Regions from separate parts of the Ovis aries genome. Here region 2 is linked to region 1. A link is a contact called in public Hi-C data. All regions are on one chromosome and are shown on one strand. The core of a region is the stretch at or near the end of the contact, and the rest is flanking DNA. Distances in the headings are between cores, read along the strand shown.

Region 1 (5,889 bases), core at 883-3,382:
TTCCCACCACCATAGCAAACATACTGCATTAAACATCTTGAGGAATGCAGTTCTGACAACATGATCTCCTACCAAACAAATATCATCAGTGGCTCCGTGCTGCACGTAAAATAAATTTTCAGCTTGTCTGCTAGGTATACAAAGCCCCCTATTATTTTCCCACCAATATTTCCTTCCTACTCTACCACCACACAACCTCACCCTAACCTTCCTTCACGAATCTTTCAAGGTGACTTTTGTTGAGCTAATTCAGCCTATACTCTTTGGGCCACTATACCTTTGTTTGGGCATGATCTGCCTTCTTGAATGGTATTTTTCAACTTTTCCGTCTATGAAACCTTATCCGTCCTGCAAGGCAGAGTTTAAATCACATCTCCTCTCCTTTCCCATGTTAGTGGCTCAGGACAAAACTAACCAGGACTTTCCTAATCCACTGCATACAGTAGTTGTAATAGGTACTCAATGAACCCACTGACTTCAGCTGACATGACTGAAATAAGCCTAGCTGTGTAATGAATGATCCAGCTCTGGGAAGTAGTAATTTTAAAAATTTCAATAAAAATGTATTTATTTTTAAAATTCTTAGGTATAGCACAATACACAGTGTTGTTTGTTTAGAGGATGGAAGTGTCCAGAACACTCATGCTTCAGGCAAACTCTTATCACAGGCTTTTACATAACCATGTATGTTTGTTTACCCCACAAGACTGAGCTCCTCCAGAGAGGAAACTATTTTATTAACTCCTGTGTACCCATCACCCAGAACAATGTCTGATTCACATAGTGGTGAGTACTCACTGGGTGCTTTTAGAGCGAAATGAGTGAATGAATGAGAGGGTGAGTGAATGAGAGCATGAGGTGCTCTCCCTCCATCTGACACAGGCAGCCCATTAAAAGCAGGGAGTGTGCCACATAAACACTATTGATACTATGTACAAAATAGATAACGAATGAGAACATTCTCTACAGCACAGGGAATTCTACTTAACGCACTGCGGTGACCTAAACGGGAAGGAAGTCCCAAAGGGAGGGGATATATGCATATGTGTGACTGATTCACTTCCTTATGCTATAGGAACTAATATAACATTATAAAGCAACTATACTCCAACAAAAATTAATTTAGAAAATAAATAAAATTAGATAGCGCTCTCTTGTCTGATTTCAGAGTTCTAAAAGAGGTTTCTCCTTTAAGAATGACTCTTCTTGCCATTGGCTTACTGTTAACACTTCTTTTTCCAGAGGGCTCACCTGATTAAGTCAATAGGTATATATAAAGAGCATATAATAGTAACAAGAACAATGTTTTGGATTCAGTCATTACCCTGGGACTGGCACTATTTTAAGTGTTTTATATGAAGTAACTCACTGAATCTTCCTAACAACTCTGAGAGGAAGGTATTAAGATGAAGAAAACTACAATGAAGACTCTGAAGTATAAAGAAGGTTTAAGAAGTCATTATCTTATTAAGTAGTAGAACTGGGATCTTAATCAGGCAGCCTGGCTCCAGACTCTCCCGATGAGAACGCTTTTAACCTGAGGTGAGGGGCCACAACCCCTTCATTTTATTTCCCCAGCACTCAAAAGGACTTGATGGCCACTTGCTATTCTCTGTGCCGACTATGGCTGACAGGGATTAAGAAAATAATACAGATACCCTGTGTTATGCAACAATAATATAGCCAAAGTCAGAGTGGGAAGTGGTGGAAGAAGCCCAGGTTTTGGAGCCAAACCCCTGAGACCTTAGCTTGAACTTCAGATTCACCAGTAACTAGCTCAGGAGCTATTTCTTCTTGGACAAAAATTCATCCATCCCAACACCCACACACCACCATTTCTGGGCCAGGAGCCATTTTGGAAGTTTGAAAGTCCTGTAAGATTGAATTCTAAACTCAAAGATTCAAAATAATTCAAAATAAAGATGACTAAGTCTGAGGTTAAAAGATTTACCTCAGGTCACACACCTGGTTGGCAGCAGTACTAAACTTCAGCTTCCTGAGTTTCAGCCCAGTGCTCTTTCATTTAAGTCACACACTTTCATTTGAGGTAGGGAAGTTGAACAAAACACCATAAGAAGCAAATTATTCAAAACGGGACTTTCCAGAGCCAGCCTAGAATTGGACAGCTGCCTCCTTGTGTTCAAGTGAGGCACACCCCAGTTTCACTACAGATCTGAAATCAAACTCTCTCTCCTTGTGATGTAAGAGACTGGGGATGTCTTTCCAGCAGTGAGTAATGCCTCTGGAGAGAAGTCCCTCACTGCTCTACTCTGTCCTAAAGTTTCTCTTGCCTCCTCTCCCTCTTAGGACCTCCTTCTCAATACCCAAAAGGAATATATCTCAGTGAAGAAGCCTTATTCCTAGAACAGAGGAAGACACGGCCACTTCTCCATTCGCTCAATGATTTCCCTAGAGGGAGACATGGGCTTGAATCACATTTTCCTCTAGATTTTCTCACCAAGAATACAGAGAAAGTCATAAATTAAATGTAGCCTGGGAACAAGAAGGTATTTTCTGGAGAAAGTTGAACATGATTGAAGCAGCAGATGGAAACACCAAACCTAAGGAGTATGTACCTTCAAGGCAGGTACCAGTGTAGCCATTACCTGAGGCACTTTTATTTACCAGATAACACAGAGGGCTAGTGCTAAGTATACAGCCTTGGGAAACAAGCCAGGGTAAAATGTCCTTTGTTACTAATTAAGTATCATTATATTACTAGTTACCCCCTTCACTGAGGCATGATTTCACTGATTTGAAAAAGGGATAATACTATGGCTTCTATATGGAGTTGATGATGAACTCACCAACATGAGAAAAGAGCTCTCATGTGCAGAGTTCCTAATAGCAAATTGTGGTACTTAGTAGGGGTTAAATGGACTTCCCTGGTGGTTCAGACGGTAAAGCGGCTATCTACAATGCGGGAGACCTGAGTTCGATCCCTGGGTCGGGAAGATCCGCTGGAGAAGGAAATGGCAATCCACTCCAGTACTATTGCCTGGAAAATCCCATGGACAGAGGAGCCTGATATATAGGTTACAGTCCATGGGGTTGCAAAGAGTCGGACATGACTGAGCGACTTCACTTTTCAGTAGGGGTTAAACAGTATGTTAATACTTCTACCCCATGCCCTATAATTGAAACACATAGTTTATCGAGAGTTTTCTGGAAACACACACTTTGGGGGCAGTCATAGAGATAAAGCTAATTAATCAAACCACTATTCTATCATTGATACCCCCAGTGCAAAAACATCTCAGAATTTCCCGCCCTTCTCCTGAATGAGAGAACCCTAAGTTAAACTGTCTACATATATCTGGACAAGTGCTCTTCCAACAGGGGAATGGAGAATAAACCCCTTCCCTGGAAGCTCAGCTGGTAAAGAAACCCCTTCTACTTTCTGCCATATCTCTAATGGGGCAAATGGCTCCCAGACACAAAAATCTCTCTTGTAAACTCCACCCACTGTAATCTGCCTTTGCTTTCTGCCCTGGTAGCAGAGTGGTGAAAAAAGACTGTTTTCTGTCAGGCTAGAGAGAATTTCCTCCACAGAAACTTGAGGAGTCAGGCAGCGATGGGCATACATGCGTTCTCAGTCGTGTCCAACTTTTTGTGATCCGGTGGACTGTAGCCCGCTAGGTTCCTCCGTCTATGGAATTTTCCAGGCAAGAATACTGGAGTGCGTTGCCATTTCCTATTCCAGGGGAATCTTCCCAACCCAACCAAGGGACTGAAACTGTGTCTCTTGCATTGGCAGGCGGATTCTTTACCACTGCACCACCTGGGAAGCTCTCAGGGATGCGAGGAAGGATCCCTCCAACAAATTAGCAAATAGAAAAAAGTAGCACATTCCAGTGCTGCAGAAAAAGAGGAGCTAGAGGTAAAGGTTTTTAGAACTTGAGTAAAACAAGTTACTCAAAACCTGAGGGAAAGGTAAGATTTGGTGGGGGCAGGGGGAGCTTAGTGAAAGGCTAATTCCTTAAACTCCAGAAAGTATCAACAGGTAAATGATTGGGTGAGAGCAATTCTTTATCACAAGATAAAAGAGAATTAGGAGGAAATTGCACCATGAAGGCAGGCCTGTAGGTCTGAGGCATTCCAGACAGGGAGCGGATCCAGCAGCCACGTGCCTTGGGATTAAATTACCAGGGATCTTACTGAGATGCAGAGCTGAGAGCAACCACTTGGAACCCTGGTGAACACAAGCCTGTGAACAGGGTGTGGAGAGCTGCCTGGTGCAAAAGTGCTCCGTCCAGGGGCTGGAGGCCTCAGTTCTGAATATCTGCTTCCTCTGTGACAAGAGCACAGGACTCAGAGGGAAATGGAGATAATGGAGATTTTATTTTAAATTTTCTACTGCTTAATTTTTTTGTTTTTATTTTATTATTGGAGTAAAATTGCTTTACAATGTTGCATTAGTTTCTGTAGTATAACAAAATGAATCAACTGTAAGTATACATATATCCCCTCCCTCTTGAGCCTCCTACCCTTCTCCCCTGCAACTCTCCCCTCTAGGTCATAACAGAGCACCATGCTGAGCTCCCTGTGTTATACAGCAGCTTCCCACTAGCTATTTTACACATGTGTGTGCTAAGTCGCTTCAGTCGTGTCCGACTCTTTGCTACCCATGGACTGTGGCCCACCTTCCAGGCTCCTCTGTCCGTAGAATTCTCCAGGCAAGAATACTGGAGTGGGTTGCCATGCCTTCCTCCAGGGGAATTTCCTAAGCCAGGGATCAAACCCCTGGCTCTTCTGTTTCCTGCATTGGCAGGCGGGTTCTTTACCACTAGCACTCCCTAAGAAGCCCCAGGGGCATATATATGTCAATGCACTTTCGACAAGGAAGGAGTCCCAAGAAACACCTGGAGAATAGGGTTGATAGTCAAATTTATATATTGTGTAAGAGGATATGAATGTTTCAAACTGCATTTGGTAGAAATAAGTACTATGCACAAAGAGGATTCCCACTTCACTTCTCCACTCCCATCACCCTGAGATATTTCAAGCCAAAATTAACTTCTTCTGAGATATGTCTCTCTATTAAGTCTAAGATCACTGGTTGCAGTCTCCAGAAATGGGGCACAAACTGACTGGCTTTCTTATACATCTTGTGAAACCCAAGGTTTTCTCTTTTCTTTCACAGCCACTCAGTGGAGAGAACTGTGAGAAGAATGGTGAGGTAGTGTCACAAATATGAGGCTCTGTGCTGCCACTGCCTGGATTCAAATTCCCACCACTTTGCACTTCTGTTCTTTCAAACTATCATGTGGTTTTCAAAGCAATTTTGGGAGCTGAGGGGCATGGTTATTTTACTGTGTTTGTGCCCAGTGGCATGTGGAATTTTAGTTCCCCAACCAGGGATTGAACCTGCACCCTCTGCATTGGAAGCATAGAGTCTTAACCACTGGACCATGAGGGAAGTCTCTATTTTACTGTGCTTTGAAAAAAGTCTCAGTAGGTCAGAAGAAATGTAAAGAGTTTTAGTTCTCTGAATCTTATATACTTATATACTTCAAATCTTGATTTGAAGTAGAGTTGGGCACAATTTTAGTAAGATTTCCAAGATGGAATTTTTATTTGTTGGTAGTCCTTGTGATGATTAGTTTTATGGGTCAACGTGACTAGGAATTAGCTATTTAATCCACACCAAATGTAGATTTTGTTGTGAAAGAATTCTATAGATGTGGTTAACATCCACAATCAGCGAACTTCAAGTAAAAGAGATTACTTCAGCTAATGTTGGTGGACCTCGGCTAGTCAGTTGAAGGTCTTAAGAACAAAAACGGAGGTTTTGCAGTAAAGGACAGATTCTGCCTCAAGACTGAAGCATTACTTTTTGCCTGAGTTTCTAGCATGCTCTGTGGATTTCAAACTTGCCGCAACTACATG
Region 2 (5,889 bases), core at 1,731-4,230, 170 kb before region 1:
AAGATCATGGCATCAGTCCCATCACTTCATGGCAAATAGATGGGGAAACAGTGGAAACAGTAGCTGACTTTATTTTGGGGGGCTCCAAAATCACTGTAGATGGTGATTGCAGCCATGAAATTAAAAGATGCTTACTCCTTGAAAGGAAAGTTATGACCAACCTAGACAACATATTAAAAAGCAGAGACATTACTTTGCCAACAAAGCTCTGTCAAGTCAAGGCTATGGTTTTTCCAGTAGTCATGTATGGATGTGAGAGTTGGACTGTGAAGAAAGCTGAGCACCAAAGAATTGATGCTGTTGAATTGTGGTGTTGGAGAAGACTCTTGAGAGTTCCTTGGACTGCAAGGATATCCAACCAGTCCATCCTAAAGGAGATCAGTCGTGGGTGTTCATTGGAAGGACTGATGTTGAAGCTGAAACTCCAGTACTTTGGCCATGGGCTATGAAGAGCTGACTCATTTGAAAAGACCCTGATGCTGGGAAAGCTTGAGGGCAGGAGGATAAGGGGATGACAAAGGATGAGATGGTTGGATGGCATAACTGACTCGATGGACATGGGTTTGGGTGGACTCTGGGAGTTGGTGATGGACAGGGAGGCCTGGTGTGCTGCAGTTCATGCGGTCGCAAAGAGTCGGACACGACTCAGCGACTGAACTGAACTGGGCAAGATTTTTAAAGACCTTTTTTATGTAAAGCAATATTCTAAGTGTTTAATGTGTAAGAACTAATTTAATTCTTACAACACCATAGAGGCTTTTATTGTCCATATTTAATACTTGCAATGAGCTTACAATACTTGTCCCTAGTCACAAAGGTGAGAAATGGGAGAGCCAGCTTGTGAGTTCTGGCCATGTGACTCCAGGGTCCACCCTCTCAATGCCTGTTTTTAAAGGTTCCCTCCCACTTGCGTACTAATTTTTACTTCCATGACTCCAATTAGTTATGTTAAAATTTACTTTCCATGATCTGTATCTCTTGGTCTTCTATTTATATATACAACCTCATTTTCTCTCTACACTACATTACAGGTAATTCCTTCAAGTTATATTTTCCAACTCATTGCCTCTTTAGGTCTGTTTAATTTTCTGTTCCATTCAGCCTCTGAGATATGTGTGTGTATTTGCAATCTACTACTCTTACTTAGTTCTGAAACCTGTCTTATCTTTTCCTAATGCTCAACTTTTTGTTTCTCATTTTTAATTTTCTCTCTTATTTCTTCAAACATTTTACTCGTGGTTATTTCACATTTTCATCAGATCATTCCATCTGAAGTTTTTGGAATGTATGAGTCTTCTATTTATTATTTCTGGTGCTGCTCAATCATGTCCAACTGTTTGCAACCCCATGGATTGGGCCCACCACACTTCTCTGTTCATGGGATTCTCCAGGCAAGAACACTGGACTGGGTTGCCATTTCCTTCTCAGGGGGATCTTCCCCACCCAGCGACTGAACCCCCATTTCCTGTGTCTCCTGCATTGGCAGGCCAATTCTTTACCAACTAGTGCCACCTGGAAAGCCCTTTATTGTTGCTGCTGCCTCTCCATTGTTCCTTGTGTGTGTGTGTTTTAATTGTGGTTTATATTCTACTGAATGAAATCTACAAGAATCTCAAGAGTCTATGTTGGGCATGTCGGTTACAAGGATGTGAACATTTCCTTCCAGGCCATCTCATCTTATGAGATGAGTTCCCTCCTCTCCTCACTTAATTCCTGTTAACTGTTACTATTACTGTTCACTTAGTTCTTTGACCCTCAGAAATTTCCTTCACTCTAATAAGTGCAGCAATACATGGACATTAGTTTACTGTGTTTGTGTAATTCATCTTCTAATTATATTTTATCTGGAACGCCCTTTAATGTAACTAGTTGATCATATTCCCAGAAATTGAAAACCAGAACTTTCTTTGATAAAGTGGCATTCCAGGCAGGCTGAGTGTGGATTGTCTGAAACTCTAAAAATTTCTGCATACATTCTCCAGAAATATAACATGTCTTCTGATTATCTGTGTCCAATTCTTTCACACTATTTTTCTAAAGAGAGAAATGAAGGTCAGAGGGATGAAATGACTTTTCCGTTATTTATGCAACTGAAAAACAATTTTTAAAAAAGGATTATAACTGATCACTGGGAATGAAGAAACTTTTCAGATTTATCCAATGGTCTGTGAATCAGACTCAGAAAAAAAATCCAAAAAAAAAATGGCAGAGTAAGAGCTCCCCTAGCAGCAGACTCTTTGACCTCTCTAAGCAATCCAGGGTGTCCATCAAAGACATCTTCTCTGCTTATTTTGGGTTCAAGCCATAATTCCTTCCAACTTAAATCTGATCAGCATTCACAGAATGGAATGATAAACTGGAAGGAAAGAAAATTTACCAATTGATCAAATACCTTTTGTGCCCTGGACATATAATAAGTTACCTGTTTTTAGGATTCCATGGGAATGACCCAAATCTAGATGCTTTCTTCCCCAAGACTTGAGAAAGCATTCTTAAACTGGTATCAGCTGGTTGGTAATATTCCAAGGGAAGTTTTGTGAAAGTCTTGCTTCCCTACAAATGTCCACACCACAAGCTTGGGGTTTAAAAGTTCCCAATTTTGTAGACTCTGAGAAAGCCTGAGATCACTTTAGATCATAGATTAAGGAGTTAGGAAGGAGATCTGTTTCAGCGATCTTAGAGGCTTGGCTGACCTTTTTGTAGTGCAGACAGCTGATTAAGGATTCCTATAAAAATAACATGGACAGATATTTCTGAAATCAGTGTGTAGTTTTTTGTAAATAACACTTGCCATACTCCCAGTGGCTAGAGTAAAGCCAAACATATTTAGATGTTTTCAAAAAAATATTTGTTGATTGAAAATTTTTTATGAAGTAAGCATTCTTGAATCGTATTTTTGAGGGTTGGTGACAATAGTGCTTTCTGCCACTGGGTGGTGCCATAAAACCACTCACAAATACACACAGTGCAACTTCTGATGCTTTTTGGCCTTCTAATCATGCGATTTTTCTGTCTGCTTTTCAAACCACCACAATCTGGACATCATGTAGGCTTTTCTTTCTGAGAAAAGCTGAAAACATTTCTGACTCAACTTTTTTTTTTTATAATAACTTTATCTTTTTAGAGCAATTTAGGTTGACAGCAAAATTAAGACATAGAGATTTCTTATGTATCCCTTACTCCACACATGCATATGTGCGTGCTAAGTAGCTTCAGTTATGTCTCTCTGTGACGCTATAGACTGTTGCCCCCCAGGATCCTCTCTCAGTGGAATTTCCCTGGTAAGTATACTGAAGTGAGTTGCCGTGCCCTTTTCCAGGGGATCTTCTGGACCCAGGGATTGAATCTGCCTCTCTTGTGTTTCCTTCATTGGCAGGCGGGTTCTTTACCACTAGCGCCACCTGGTAAGCCCCCACACATGCATTGCCTCCGATTATCAACGTATTCCCTACCAGAGTGGTCCATTCGCTGCAGCTAATGAACTTAACATGGACACATCAAAATCACCTAAAGTCTCAATTTTACATTAGAATTCATTCTCAGTCTTCAGTTTATATTAGAATTCATTTTCAGTGTTGCTCATTCTGCTCTTCATTTCATCAAATGTATAATGATATGTGTCCATCCTGATAGTATCAAGCAGGATATTTTTCACCATCCTAAAAATCCTCTTGTTCTGCTTGTTCTGCCTTTCCTCGGATTAATTCCTCAAGGCAGTGATTTTTTCCAGCAGCACGTCTGCTAAAATTGGTTCCACACTGGGAAGATTTCTACAGCTCTGACACTCAGAAGATGGACACATCAATGGAGAATTTTGTTGTTTTTGTTAAGAGCGGCAGTGTAGATTAATTAATAGAAAGAGAGGAAACCAGGAATTCTAGGCATTGGCTCCCAGAAACAACATTCCCTTATAACTTTCTTCAAAGTGAAAATGTTCAATTTGAGCAATGATTTTCAAATTGTGCTCTCGTTTCTCAGTGACCTAAGAATTCTTCAGAGATGTCTTCAACTGACAAAGTGTGTGTGTGTGTGTGTGTGTGCCTGTGTATTTAGGGGATAGGCAAAAAGGGAATGAGAGAAAGACTGTTCCTCCCATGGGAGAGGAGTTTAGGGGAAAATGGATACATGTGTACGTATGGCGGATTCCCTTCGCTGTTGACCTGAAACTACCACAGTAGTGTTAATTGGCTATGTGCTAAGCCGCTTCAGTCGTGTCCAGCTCTTTGTGATCCTATGGACGGTAGCCCACCAGGTTCCTCTCCCATGGGATTCTCCAGGGTTCTTTACCACTAGAGCCACCTGGGAAGCCCCCCTAATTTACTATGTGTGCCGTGTGTGCTAAGATGCTTCAGTCATGTCTGACTTTGCAACCTCATGGACGGTAGCTGGCCAGGCTCCTCTGTTCAAGGTATTCTCCAGGCAAGAATACAGGAAGGGGTAGTCATGCCCTCCTCCAGAGGATCTTCCAGACCCAGGGATCGAATCTGGGTCTCTTGAGTCTCCTGCATTGGCAGGTACGTTCTCTACCACCAGCACCACCTGGGTATATCCCAATATAAAATAAAAAGTTTTTTAAGTTTGAAAAAAAAGAAAAAGACTGCTCCTTCCAGCCTTTTCAACCAGAGTGGTTCCATATCAGTTATGGGGATAGGAAACAAAACCTTTTTTTTTTTTTTCTGGTTGGTTTTTAAGAATGTTACTCTCTTTCAGAAGAAAATTTGAACAAACTGCAGAGTTCGAGTTCCTTCATTTCTTGACTGAATGTTTCACCTTAGTCAGACTGCATGCGGGCTAAGAGGATGCAGGGCTCTGACTGGTCTGAGGGCAGCAACAGGCAGGTCTGTGCTCACCCTCAGCGCCCTTGCATCGGCGTCACCTCCTTCCTGTGACCCTGAGCTCTGGCTGCCCGGCTCAGAGAAGCCACCACTCAGGAGAAGGTCTTCAGAGAAAGACTGGAGAGATGCAGAGCTTCGTGGTAGTATAATTCATTGAAAAAATGTGTGCTCATTTGCTCAGTCATGTCCCACTCTTTATGATCCCATGGACTGTAGCCTGCCAGGTTCCTCTGTTCATGGAATTTTCCACGCAAGAATACTGGAGTGGGTTGTTATTTCCTTCTCCACAGGATATTCCCAACCCAGGAATTGAACCTGTGTCCCCTGCATATCCTGCAGTGGCAGGCAGATTCTTTAACACTGTGCCACCTGGGAAATGCAACTGAAAATATACCCATTTCTTATAGTGAGCTTGGGGATTCCCAAGTGGTGCTAGTGGTAAAGAAGCTGCTTGCCATTGCAGGAGACATAAGAGACATGGGTTCAATTCCTGGGTTAGGGAAATCTCCTGGGATAGAAAATGGCAACCCACTCCCGTATTCTTGCCTGCAAAATCCCATGGACAGAGGAGCCTGGCAGGCTACAGTCCATAGTGTTGCAGAGAATTGGACACGACGGAAGTGACTGAGCATGCAGGCATAGTGAGCTCAAGGAAGTACGTAGGCAGAAAATGAATGCCAAGGCCCTGTAACAGGAAAGCACCCACCCAGGGCAGACTATACACAGAGGCAGGAACAAAGTGTACACAAAGACGTTGGTCTCAGAGATGGGCAGGTGAGAGAATCATGTAGACCAGTTCAGCAAGCATGTTTTGAGTATCCACTGTATGCTGGTCTCTAAGGATACAGAGATGAATGTAAGGAGATATCAGGAGATGTGAGGCAGACACATAAATGGAGAGCCATCAGACTATGCATAAGTGCTTTGGGAGTGCATGGAAAATGATGCTGTAGCAATTCAGAGAGAAGACACTGAACTTAGTTGGTGGGTTTAGGAGACTTCCTGTAGAGGGGAACACCCAAACTGAATCTCCTTCACCCCAGAGACCACTGCT

The links. A called contact is a pair of places that touch in the nucleus more often than the background predicts.
Region 2: a Hi-C map of blood shows a contact between it and region 1, with 2.9 times the contacts expected there. The contact joins two enhancer-like sites. A contact is called at or near these places in 3 of 16 Hi-C or Micro-C datasets (blood, skin fibroblasts and tail adipose tissue).

The regions. Positions count from the first base shown.
Region 1 is chr1:41,935,069-41,940,957 of ARS-UI_Ramb_v3.0, reverse strand. All of the region lies in intron 7 of PDE4B (phosphodiesterase 4B), which reads right to left. Among named protein-coding and RNA genes, the nearest start is that of SGIP1, 250 kb to the left of the region's middle. Within about 2 kb of position 2,132, at least 14 of the 54 cell types and tissues checked have an H3K27ac peak or open chromatin away from gene starts, as enhancers often do.
Region 2 is chr1:42,101,027-42,106,915 of ARS-UI_Ramb_v3.0, reverse strand. No RefSeq gene overlaps it. Among named protein-coding and RNA genes, the nearest start is that of SGIP1, 83 kb to the left of the region's middle. Within about 2 kb of position 2,980, at least 2 of the 54 cell types and tissues checked have an H3K27ac peak or open chromatin away from gene starts, as enhancers often do.